2 separate regions of the Columba livia genome follow, and region 2 is linked to region 1. A link is a contact called in public Hi-C data. All regions are on one chromosome and are shown on one strand. The core of a region is the stretch at or near the end of the contact, and the rest is flanking DNA. Distances in the headings are between cores, read along the strand shown. Region 1 has its middle 74 kb from the start of NPVF. Region 2 has its middle 150 kb from the start of NPVF.

The links. A called contact is a pair of places that touch in the nucleus more often than the background predicts.
Region 2: a contact with region 1 is called in a Hi-C map of crop, with 1.8 times the contacts expected there. The contact joins two enhancer-like sites. A contact is called at or near these places in 2 of 2 Hi-C or Micro-C datasets (crop and liver).

What each region holds. Positions count from the first base shown.
Region 1 is chr2:35,454,530-35,460,539 of bColLiv1.pat.W.v2, forward strand. No RefSeq gene overlaps it. Among named protein-coding and RNA genes, the nearest start is that of NPVF, 74 kb to the left of the region's middle. Within about 2 kb of position 2,157, at least 2 of the 3 cell types and tissues checked have an H3K27ac peak away from gene starts, as active enhancers do.
Region 2 is chr2:35,531,451-35,537,460 of bColLiv1.pat.W.v2, forward strand. No RefSeq gene overlaps it. Among named protein-coding and RNA genes, the nearest start is that of NPVF, 150 kb to the left of the region's middle. Within about 2 kb of position 3,626, at least 1 of the 3 cell types and tissues checked has an H3K27ac peak away from gene starts, as active enhancers do.

The sequences.
Region 1 (6,010 bases), core at 907-3,406:
TATAGAGAAATAAACATTTTCTATGTACAGTGGAACTTAAAACTAGAACCATTGGGAAAAAAAAAATACCCTCAGTCCACCCAGGGCACCACCATGTCTCTCCCTCTCTCCCTGTGTAGCTCACAGAGCTCTGAGGCTCCTCAGACACATTTCGTCCTGCCTAAGCCGGTGGCTGCTGGTGACCTGTTGTACGTCAGTGTCCTGCAAAGCGATGCCCATGCTGATTGAAGGGACCAAGCCACTTAACCCTAAATTGTGCAGGGGCTGATCTCAGGACACAGGTGACAGAAGGGATGCCCTCACCACCTAGTCCTGCCTTGCTCGATTCTCGGGGCAGCCCGGGCGCAGAGCCCTGGAGAAAGCAGTGGTGGCACGAGCCCTTAGAGCTCCCAAAGACATCTGAAAAGTTCCTGTCTTCAGTCAATTTGCTCATCTGCATTAAATCATGGGGTGTGGTTTCACAGTTAATTCTTATCAATTAATTCATAGCTAAGGGATTCAGGGAAACAGGGAGGGATGTGAAAAAATAAAGGCTTGGGGGCATAATATGAGCCCAAACTAAACTAACATGAGAGTGACTGGAAAAAGCCACACTGTGGGCAAGGTTCGGGTTTGATTATACTTTTCTGCTGCCAGGCTGATTTCAGCTGGGTTGAATTTCCCACTGCTTGAAATTTATGCTTACATTCTGGATTTAAACTCAAAACCAGCATGAAAGGAGCTAGGGCTGAGCATCTTAGCAATAAAAACAAGAGACAGATATGAGGCACTGACTTTGTTAATTCTTTCACCAAAGTCTCAGACTTTTCTGCTCTGGATCTGCATTTTTTCATACCCGTGTATTTCAGGAATAACTCCACTTGATCTTAATAGAATTAAATAAATACAATATATCTCAGAAAAATATTTTAGAATAACTCCTCTCTTCCACTTCACTGTTATCTCTTGGGACGGTGGCTTCTAAAGTTTTTAATGAGCTCTTACACAACAGAATATGATGGGACACTTGTAAAACAAAGATTCCTCTTGGTTCAGAGACAGAAGTTCTTGCTGGATGGCCCACAAGGACAAGCTGAATGTTATCACTCACCTGCATTTACAGCTTTACCTTATAAGACTGTTATTTCCAATGTGTGGTCTTACCTATAAAAAAAGTGAAGCAAAACGAAGGACGTGTATATAATCCAACGTAATGAAGGAAGAAAGGCAATTCTAAAAAAACCCAGATGGTGGAGCTACTTCATTACCGGTGACAGAACAGTGCTGTGCAAGTTTTGCTTCAGATCTCTGCAGAGAAGAATCAAAAGCAGCAGAGATGAAGTCCCCAAATGCCTCTGCCATCACATCCCAGATCTCATCTTTGTGGACTGAAGAATATAAATCAGTGTGCACAACTTCCTGCAAGTCTTTCCCAGGCAAAAGTTTTGACTCTTCAGGGTATGTTCTCTCTGCCTTCCAGAAAAATTACTACTTACCTCTTCTTTTACTAGCAATTCTTTAACGAAATACATGCAGTACACAGTGGTAAGCAATTTATTTTATATTCTGAAATGACAACATCGATACTGCATCAGAACTTTCCCCAATAGCAGTTTTTAAATATTTTTGGTGCAAAGAGGATGCTATAATTTGGCTCTTTTTTATTTATGCAGAAGTGCTAAGACCCATGAAAATATAATATGAATTGTGTTTTAAAATGTACCATATCAGGATGTTTTTGAAGGGAAATCTTTCTGCAAAGTAGTTTTATTTCTGGCTGTAATTCTAGAAAACAACTATAAGAAAATGGTAAACAGGCTACTCTCACTGTGAATTCCCTCAGTTTTAGTCTTAAAAAGCCCAGCTACCTGTCTCTGCTTGTAAATGTGCAGCACACATACCACTGTGAGCTACGGGGTCTGCTCCCACTATGGCAAGTTAACTGCAGATGTTCCTAGTGAACCAAAAAGAGATTAAATTCCTAAGACAACACAGGTGAAAGCAGACTCTCCACATGGTCCAAAGGTCCTGCTTAGCTAGGCACAGGCTTTTTATTAGGTGTTGCACTTTAAATACTTGCAAATCAAACAGAGGAGCAAAAATGACTTTTATTAGGGCTGAGTGGTGAGGAGCAGGGTGCAGGTGAGCAAGAACTTGAGAGCACCCGGCTCTCACACTCCTGGTGTGCCAGGAGCCCTGAAACCCCGGTGTCCTGCCAGCCAGGGCTGTACCAGCCACCCACTGGGACTGGCAGTGACTGTTGTGGGGCAGCGAGGAAAGCTGAGGCATTTTCCCTTCCTTTTAGTTCGGAAGGCCCTTTCCTTTTCATTGGGACCAGAGGAGGGGGAGCCATCCGTTCAGCTGCTGTCCCTCCACCCCTGTCCCAAGAGGCACATCCTCTGCGGTCAGATGGGGTGGAAGCAAACACTGTGTCATGGGATTTTCCAGAGGACCAGCTGAGATATCGCACCACTGTGGCAGCTGCCTGGGGGCAGCAGGAAAGTCTGGGGTACCTTCTGACACCATCTTTAGCTGTTATTAGGATTTATATAGTAATTTAGGGAATGGGCCCAGCCTGCTCCGGGGACTGTGTATGGGATGTGAGCTTTTCATCTCCAGGTCACCTCATAGCTGTTGGATGGTCCTATGGCATCTGTGACGTGAGTGATGGTCTGAGGAGGAAGCACAGGTCCACGTTACATGCATGTGTGCATAATCATAAACGCCCATGCAATTAGCACTAATTAGCACTCCCCTTGGAAACCAGTGCTGAGCAGCTGGGGATCCAGCAGCCGCATAGGTAAACCCAAACTGCAGTACATTTCTTTTAATAAAGCTTGGGTATTTGGCTTGAAAAATCTATTTTGGAGCTCTTGGACTGAAAAGGTTAAGCCTGCCCCGGAGCCACTTTCATGTCTTCCTTTAGTATCAACATTTGGAGAATCAAATAATTGGGCAAAGGAGTACCGGGTAATTTCCAGTGAGTTTATAGGACAGATTATCTGAAAGTTATGTACCTGCCCCTCAGGCTCCCTGCCATGTGTATAAAAATGAACAGATATTAGTGCCAATTAAAAACACAAAGAAACAAGCAAAAAACCATCAAGTAAGCTATCATCATCTTGTAGATATCTGGGGACACAGAGGATAAACTGGATATTAACTTTGAAAATGCCATCCCTTAGGGTGGCTTCTCTCCACCTATTTCTAGGTTATATTTTTCCACAGCCTGATGAAGCAGCCAAAGCCATCAGGCTGTTTTCTTTCCACCTCAAATCTCATGAGCCCACCAGCTGGTCAGACAGAAACATCTCCTGCCTGGCCCTGATCCTGACTAGGCTCCACAACTCCTCTCTGCTTGGATTCCTGGAGCTTCCCCATTCCCTTCAGCCCAGAAATGTGCCCTTCATTTCAAAGGCGTCATGGCCAATTTGCAAATATTTTGCTGTTGCTGAGGGCCAGGAGAAAGCAGATCTTGCAATGTCCTGCTCAGCACGACAGGCACTCTGCCCTGCTCTCACTATGTTGCATTGGGTGCATTTTCTTGGGTGTTGCTTTGTTGATTAAAGGCACTTGGATCTGGAGCAAAGGCCACCACCCTCCCTGCGATCCCCTGCCAGCTCTGGCGAGTCTTGGCCCCAAATCCCACTGCAGAGAGGCAAAATGGGTCTCATGAACTGCCCCGGGCTGACTTTGGGGGTGCCTGGATTCAAACCCTCCTGCCTCTCATATGGTTTATTGCATCCTGGTACAAGAAGGACTACGTGAAACACAGAGACAGTGTCATTCACAGATGGATTACCCATCAGGGAGTATCGAGCCCTGTGTTTTATCTGCTGCACCTCTGGCACCAGAAAGTGCGCCTTGGTCAGGTCACTTCATTTCACAGCACCTTTAATCCTCCTCCTATTTCATACACCATCAGCTATAGCAGCGCAGAGCCTTTTGCTGCAAGGGCTCGCTCTCATATGGCATGCTCCTAAAACGTCTGACACAGCTGCATGCCAGCATCAGGGGAGCTTCTGACTACTACTTTTATGTAGACATACTGTTTAATATTTATTATTATTGCATGCGATATCATTTCATCTTCCATTATGTTGCTTTTTAAAGAAAATTGAAATATATTTGAGATTAATACCATTAGAACCAGCAACTAACAATCCTATACAATGTTGCATGCGGATGTAGTTACAAAATTTCCTTAGTTCATGTAAGGTGAAGGTTAATTTTAGAATGGAGCGAGAGTACCAGAGCCATTAAAATAGTATGGAAAAATGTTACCAGATGAGAAATTGTTCAAAATAAATTAAAACCATTATTTCAGTCATGTCTTTCCAGAGCACTTTGATAATAGGATGTATTTTTCTTGCCTGTATTCTTGCCAGAGATTTTCATAGCAATCATGCTCATTTCCAAGGAGATCATTCCTTCTTAGGTTAACAATAAGGACTCTTTCTCAAGATATGTGAATGCACTTTGCAAAGGCAAAATATATTTGATTCTGTGAAAAAAAAATCCCTTTGGTTTTACTTTCGTGTTGGTATAACTAGTGATAATCCACTATATTATAACATTAGTGCAAACACAGTATGCTACATTATTTTGACACTTCTGGATGTGTTTCTTCATTCCTGTCTGAGCTTTATTAAGCCACTGTCAAAATAGTTAGTGTAGGAAATTTTATGACTTGTGTGGCAAAGGATGTGGTGCCACGGAGATGAACAAAGAATGGGTCAGCTATGAGATAATCCATCTTCCCTCTCTGGACCACACTCCCCCTTCCTCCTCGCCTCAGCAAACTAACGCTTGCAGCACTGCTGCAAGACTCAGGGTCACATTAGCGCTGTGCTGGATCCCTTGTGAGGATACTCCTGATGTGACTGTCGTTCGCCAGCTCTGATTTAACATGGTCAGTGTACAGGAAATTGTGAAAAATAAAGCTGGCTTTATGTTCTACCTTTGTTTTTCAATGTTCTACCTTTGTTTTTCAAGAGTGCTCCCACTGATTTTAAAAGGATGGGTAGATGCTTTTTGAAACCAGGGTCCAGGCTCATCTACCCCCAAGTCTTTGTTACAGAGAGACAAAGAATAGGGCTTTTTTATCAACAGTATAGAAATGGTTGTCATTCCATATTTTTCTGCGATATTAAGCATGTTTGCTAAACAGTACCAACTGCAAAACTTTGTCTTAGGACACAGTCTTTATTCTAGTACAGAATGCAGGCACTTTGCCTGCACAAGGCTGATTTTTGTCTCCTGAAGTCTGCCCTTGCCTCCCCTGAGCAGCAGCAACACCAACAACCTCCTAAAAGAGACTGTGCCTTTCCTTAAATCTCCTCCCAGAGCACAGTATAGAGGGGCAGCCACCTTTCCCAGCTCCTTTAGCCTCTCACAGTGGGTAGGGCATGTTTTACGAGGTAAGACATAAAGAAAAGCAAAAGCTGATGCTATAATTGAGAAGTAAGACAGGCAAACCCAGGCTCCTGTTGTGAGATGGAAGGTGGGATGCTCTGCATGACAATTTTAAATGTATTTGTCTTCTTGAGTTGAAAGCATTTAAAATACACAGGTATAGAAAAGCCTTGTCAGATATTGGCCAAGGACATCAATGCAAAGCTTCAACTTGCAAGAAATGCTTCTGGCTAATCATCAAAAATACCTGTGTTCTGTAATACTTTCCTGCCACTCCCTGTTTTACATATATCAACAAATGGCCTGTGTGGGAAAGCCAACCAAGTATATCCGTGGAATGATACAGTCACATCAACTGTCAGCAAGGAATGTGCATGAATGTGAGCAGCTAACTGAGACCTGCCCCTTTACACTCACTTAGAGTTACAGGACGGCGGCGTTTCACGTCTTATGCAGGACAGTTCAGCAAAGCAAGAAGGACTCGACTCTCCTCTGCTTCCTAGCCATAGACAGGTTTTGACCATGGAATTAACTAGTTCATTTTCTCTATTTTCTCCTCACTGTGCTCTGCCAAAATGCAATTAGACAAAGACACTGCACACAGAGCCTGTTCCCT
Region 2 (6,010 bases), core at 2,376-4,875, 78 kb after region 1:
GAACATAGAGGACCTTCTGTCCCATCTTTGGACAATGTTCTGTAGGGTCCTGTGGCAGAGTGGAGACTTCAGAGGCACTGCCTGAGGAGTTAAAGAAGAGGAAAGCATTAATCTCTTCACTGAGCCTCTAAGTGAGTCAGTAGGATTTATTACTCCACTGTATACACTGCTTGTAAGTAGTTCATCTTTTGTCTTTGCCTGTTTATTTGTCTCTTTTACTGTCCCTAATGAAGAATCCCAATGCTATCAAGCCTGAATTACAGACACTTAATGTTTCTAATGTTTGTTCTGCTGATTTCCCTTCTTTTCTGGTACTGTTGGCTGCTGAGATGCGTTTGACCTGCTGTTGGGAAGAGATACAGCTGCTAACTGCATTCTTCACTCCATCTGTTTCCACCAATTGGTATAACTCCACTAAAATCAGTAAAACAGCACTCATATCAAGCTAGTATTACACAGTTTAGATTTGGGAATATAAACACTGGACAACTTGGGTTTTTGCGATTAAATGAAAATCCACCACCCAAGTTTTTCCATGATGCTTTGAAACCAGCCGGAAGTGCTAGGCATTATGTAAGCATAATTTCTTGGGCAGAGGGAAAACTACCAGTAGAAACATTTGGCATAGGTTTGCAGGCAATCAGTACACTTTGGTATGTGGCCGGTTCTTGAAATCCGGTACTTATATCATCTTTGCAGCAAGAGAGAAAGGGGGGATCTGAAAAAGTGTGTTTCTGGAGCTTCTCTGTGTGCTCAAACCTGGTGGGAGAGTTCCCATACCAGGATACAGTTCATGGAGCCAGCAGTAAACGACCCACAAGTTTATTCAAAGTCAGCAGGACCCTGCAGGGCAGCGTCTGTCCCTTCCTGGATGGCAGCTGTCTTGCTTCCCTCAGTTTTATGGTTTCTAATCTATTTCCATCCCTACCCTATTTTATAGTTGAGGCTGATAAGATAAATTAGTCTCTTCTTTGGAAGTGTCACAGTTTAGAGAGCACATGGCTGTCAACTGGAGCCCAGTGTTCTGTAGGCTTGTCCACTCCGTGACCTCATGTAGCATAAAATAGAAATTAAAATTATTTTAGGACTTGAAAACAGACACGCATCCCCATCAGACATTCCTTCAGAGACCCATGTAAGATCAGAGCGATTGTTTTTCTTGCTCAGCATCTCACCCCCCACGGTGCTTGCTCACTGTGGTCTGTGTGCAGATCACCAGCACATGTGCATGCACACGGAAATGTGGCGAGGGGAAGGTAATTAGCCTTTCTGGCGGGGACATGCCTTTCTCCTGAGAGCAAAACAAGAGAAGTCTGAGGACGGGAGGAAAGCAGATGTAACCTATCAAGGAGGGAAGCTCACAGACAGGGCATGAGGGGTCACATCTCACCGGCCTGAAACGGTGCTTCATCTGAGAATACTGAAGTGCCAAAGGTAACTGATGGATCAACTGAGCTTTTGTTAACGGAAAGCTTTTCAGATCATATCGACCATCTGAATCTTTCACTGTGGCAGGATTTGGGCTGTATGAATCATTCTGCTCTGCTCCTGCTTTGTAATAGCATAAAAACATCCCTCCCCAGGGTGCTTTGGTGGGGTTTGGGGATGCAGGAGCTTGAAAGGGATGAAGGGTAACGAGGCACTTCCAGGGCAAATCGAGAGCACAACTTGCAGCCCTTCCAAATACACTCACCACAAGCTGCAGTCTTGTCACACAGAGAGTGTCCTGAAAGACAGTCAGCGTTTTTTTTTTTCCGATCCTATTCACCCATTCCTAATGAAAATGATAAGTTGAGGACAGTAGTTTTCTTTATAACACAACCATTCCTTTCCCTTTTCCCCCACAGGGTTAGCGCTTGTGCTGACTGTTGAGAAATCAGTCATTAACAGCCAGGAAATGACTTTGCCATCAATCAGAATATTGCTCAGCCATGTTTCAGCTTTTTTTCCCCTTTCTCCGCGTAATTATTCTCATCCTCTGCTGATTACAGTTTATAATAGCTATAATTCTCTCAAAATCAATCATTACTTGACTTAACCACAGGGTTACCAGTAGAAACATGAAGGAACACAGATATCCTGGGCTGTTTTTTAATTATTATTCTTATTTAACAACACACAACCTTTTATGTAGATCACATTTAACCTCCCTCTTGGCAGCATTAGGCAGCAATTATTTTATTTTAATTTTGCTGTAAATCATGAAGTGTTTGATTACATGGCTGTTCCATCTACACCAGGTGTTTTGATGACATGTTACTAACATGCTATTTTGACATGAAATCTCAGTGGTTGTCCTAAATTAAACCACTGTAAAAGGACAAATATGTCTTGTTTGCCAACACAGACTCCACAATTTAAGCAAAACCCAAGTACATAAACACAGTTAAATCAAAGGTTGGCTTACTTTCCTGTAAGGCAAATTTTGAGTATACCAAATTAAAAGCAACACTTAGATTTAAAAATCATGTTTTTTTCCTGAACAGAGTGGAAATTCATAGCTTACCTCACACAATCATATTCCCACTGCAGCTGAACAATGAGTTTCTGTTATTCTGCTTGCACCATGTGTTAACTTGACACCACTTTACCTCTAATAATTTTCTCTCGCCCATATATTCAGTTAGTTTCCCTTACTGATTATGCAGGTCTCTCATGCAGAAAAAGGAAATATTTAAAAATTGAAGGAAATCATTATATGGAATAACAGAAACTGGAAGCTGGACTGAAGAGCAGGTGTAGAGTCTGAGTTGACTTCTAAGTTAAAATAAAGCCTTAATTTAAAATAGATTTATTTATTTATTAAATTTGGGTGAGAAAAAGTGATTTATGACATTATAGCATTTGATGGGGAATAGGAACTAAGTCAAGTGTTTCACACCTCCTCTGCATAACAGTGTGAAATAGAAATACACAGAGGAAGGCATTTTCTACACAGAATATTATGATCCTATAATTCCACATATTCCTCTTCAGATGTTTTTTGTGAACTATTTACATATCAATTTCCATGTGCAATGGCCATGTCATACGTCTGGCTCCTCTTTATTTACTAACTTGCAATGGGCAGTATATTATTGTTGCTAATTTTGTCCTGATGAATGGGACATTCATGCATTTTGCTTACAAGGGCAAATCTGGGGGAAAAATCACAGCAGTTAACATACAAATATTGTGTACGCATAAGCTGTGCCTTTTATAACTATCTGCACTGAGGAAATCAACTGCTCTGCTGTGTCGAAATAGAGTACATGCATTACTGGAGACTGGTTGCAAAGTCTCAGATCTTGAAGTGCAAATTCTCATATGAAATAGCTAACCGTGCTGGCGCTAATGTTCACCTTTGTCACCTCAGATTTGTTCATAAGATTGTTAGAAATTTTGGAACAAGAACTAAATGGGAGTTCCTTTTTTAACCACTCTTTCTTTGTAATTGTGTGCTCTTGCATTTAGCTAAAACCCCTGTCTCCTCTCAGCTGCCCTGAACATGGGTGCAGCAGGTAAAAGTCTGTTGGAGACCATTTTGTCAAAAAATAATGAAAGGCGATGTTTCTTCAGCAGATAGCATGACCGCAGGCCTGGCCATGAGTAAAAATCCACTTGGACTGCATAGCTCATCTAGTAAAATGCTGTTTCTCAGCCTGGTCCAAATTCTGGTTGGGTCCCTGAGGCTTCCTACCGACCACAGTGGCCCCCATTGCTGGGGATGGGGACGGTGCCCAGCCAGCTCTACCTCTCACAAGGAGCTTTGTCACAACCCAGGGGTCTCTCAGTCACATGAGAAATGGTTTTTAGGCTCAGGGCCCCAGGGGCCATTATTTCAAAGTCGTGCAGCCATCGTGTAGCTGCGCAAAGCCCCTCCTGCCGTGCCTGTGCCTTTCAAGAAACAAAGCTGTGTTGTGAACTATTGGCGATGTTAATAGCTTTCTTCCCTCTAGAGGTTTGCTCCTGCTTTGGCCCCAAATATTTCAAAATAGCTGAAGCTGGCAGTAAGAGCCATGGGAAGAAAAAAGTGATGCATGTTAATTTCTGGTTTAGACATGATGAGAATTTCATTCTCTTCATTAAAATTCCCCAGTGCCAATGGGATGCTCCTCTGATTCATGGACTACACCTTGTAACGCTCCTCTGTGAGAGATCATATATGCAGCCTGATGTCTTTAAACAGTTTTATTTCCCTCTCCTTCCAAACAATCCAGTTATCATTCTCCTGATACAAAATATGTTCTTCTTCCAGTGGTATGTTTGAATGTTTGTGCAGAAATTTCAAGGCATGTTTTTAATTTCCTGTAAAAAGACTCAAGTTATCACAAATGGCAGTGTCACATCTACTCATTGTGAAATGGAGAGACACAGTGAGTAACCTGCTACTAGCAAATAGAAAATAAAATATGAAAGCAAACTCAGATTCAGACTCACGTGGGGGTGGGTGGAGGGGGGGCATGGAACATCATTTATGTACTCCACGGAGCAAACAAATGATCCCATCTAGCTGTCCTGAAGGAACGCCTTAGGAGGACAGACAGAATGGTTCAACTGCTGGGTAACCAGGTCAGTTGTTAAATACTTATGAAAAATATCCCATTTGTGGGAAGCTATGGTGTTTTGCCACTCAGAAACCACTGCTATATATGCTTATGCTATTTTTGCTTAGATGAAGAGTGGTAAATTTGCATTTAATGTGAGCAAAAGTAAAATCCTCAAAACACAGCACTGTGTGGTCTCTCCTTTACCTGCTTAATCAACTTAGACCACAACAACTGCCTTCCAAGAATAAAAATAGAGCTGTTAGTTAAGTAGAGATAGAGGAGACAAAGGCATCAAGGATTCAGAGTAACAGGCTGCGGAGATTAATGTTCCCTCCCATCCTGAAAAGTGTATTTTTATTCTGCTGTGATTTTTAAGATAAACATGGAAGACAAACAAGCAGTACTTTTTCCACTGAGGAGTCATTTCAGAAGCACCATACTCCCTGTGCTCTGAAATGCATTTCTCTAAATGTGCTTAGAATGACACTGGAGCGGTGGGAAGAAACAGGAATCAGAAACTGATTAAAATCAGGATCAGATTCATTCTCTAGAGAAAAGTCAGCATGCTGCAAGTACAAGTAGATAACCTGCTGACCAGGTTTTTTGACTTTAACAATCTGAAATCAAACACCATTCACCCAAGGAAAATAGGAAGACCAGAAGTCCACTATGGTCAACAGAATGTGGAACTGACCTCAACACAAAAGTGCTTAATAGTACACCAGTGCAAGGGATGCACTAAAATTCCGTAAGATAGGTGCTGGGTCAACTGAGCAGAGAGGAAAGGTAGATATGGATGACATAAGGACAACTCCCAAATGTTGTGTGAAGGAAGTTTGAGGTTAGGTGTGTATTTCCAGTGTCTGGGTACTTGCTAAATAATTTAAAACAGAGGACCAGGTCACCAGTAGATTTAGACAAGCGAGGTTTTGCTGAATGGTTCTGGTGACAGTTTATGTGTTCATTTTGAAACTAGCATTTGCCATCACACCAACCCTGCTGCTGTGAGTGTGGTGTAGTGTCAGCCCTCACCACCAAACTTTTCCAGGGAATTAAGCCAACTGAAGAAACCGCATTTGTCCTGAGAAGTCACCTGAAGGCTTCCAAAGAGCCACATGGGGACCTGTATCTGGACTGTACGTTCATTAGGGAAGAAGGATGCAGCTTGTGGAGCAACGGGATGAGGTGTGAACAGCAATGTGGATTAATTTTTTTACCAGACAGAACCGGTACACACGAACTCCATTTCATTGCTGGGTATAAGGAAGAGCAAAGGCCAGCATATTGGGAGGTCAGTGTTGTTCAAATCACCTACAAGATGAGTAACAATCACAGCCCCATAGTAACCTCATTGATTCACATTGCATAGCATCACCATGAGCAGATCCCATGGGAAGCCCTTTTTCCCTGTTTTCTGCCTTGCCAGGAGTCATTGTTCACCCTAGATGAGCATGACCTCTGTGACTTAGTACAAAGAATAA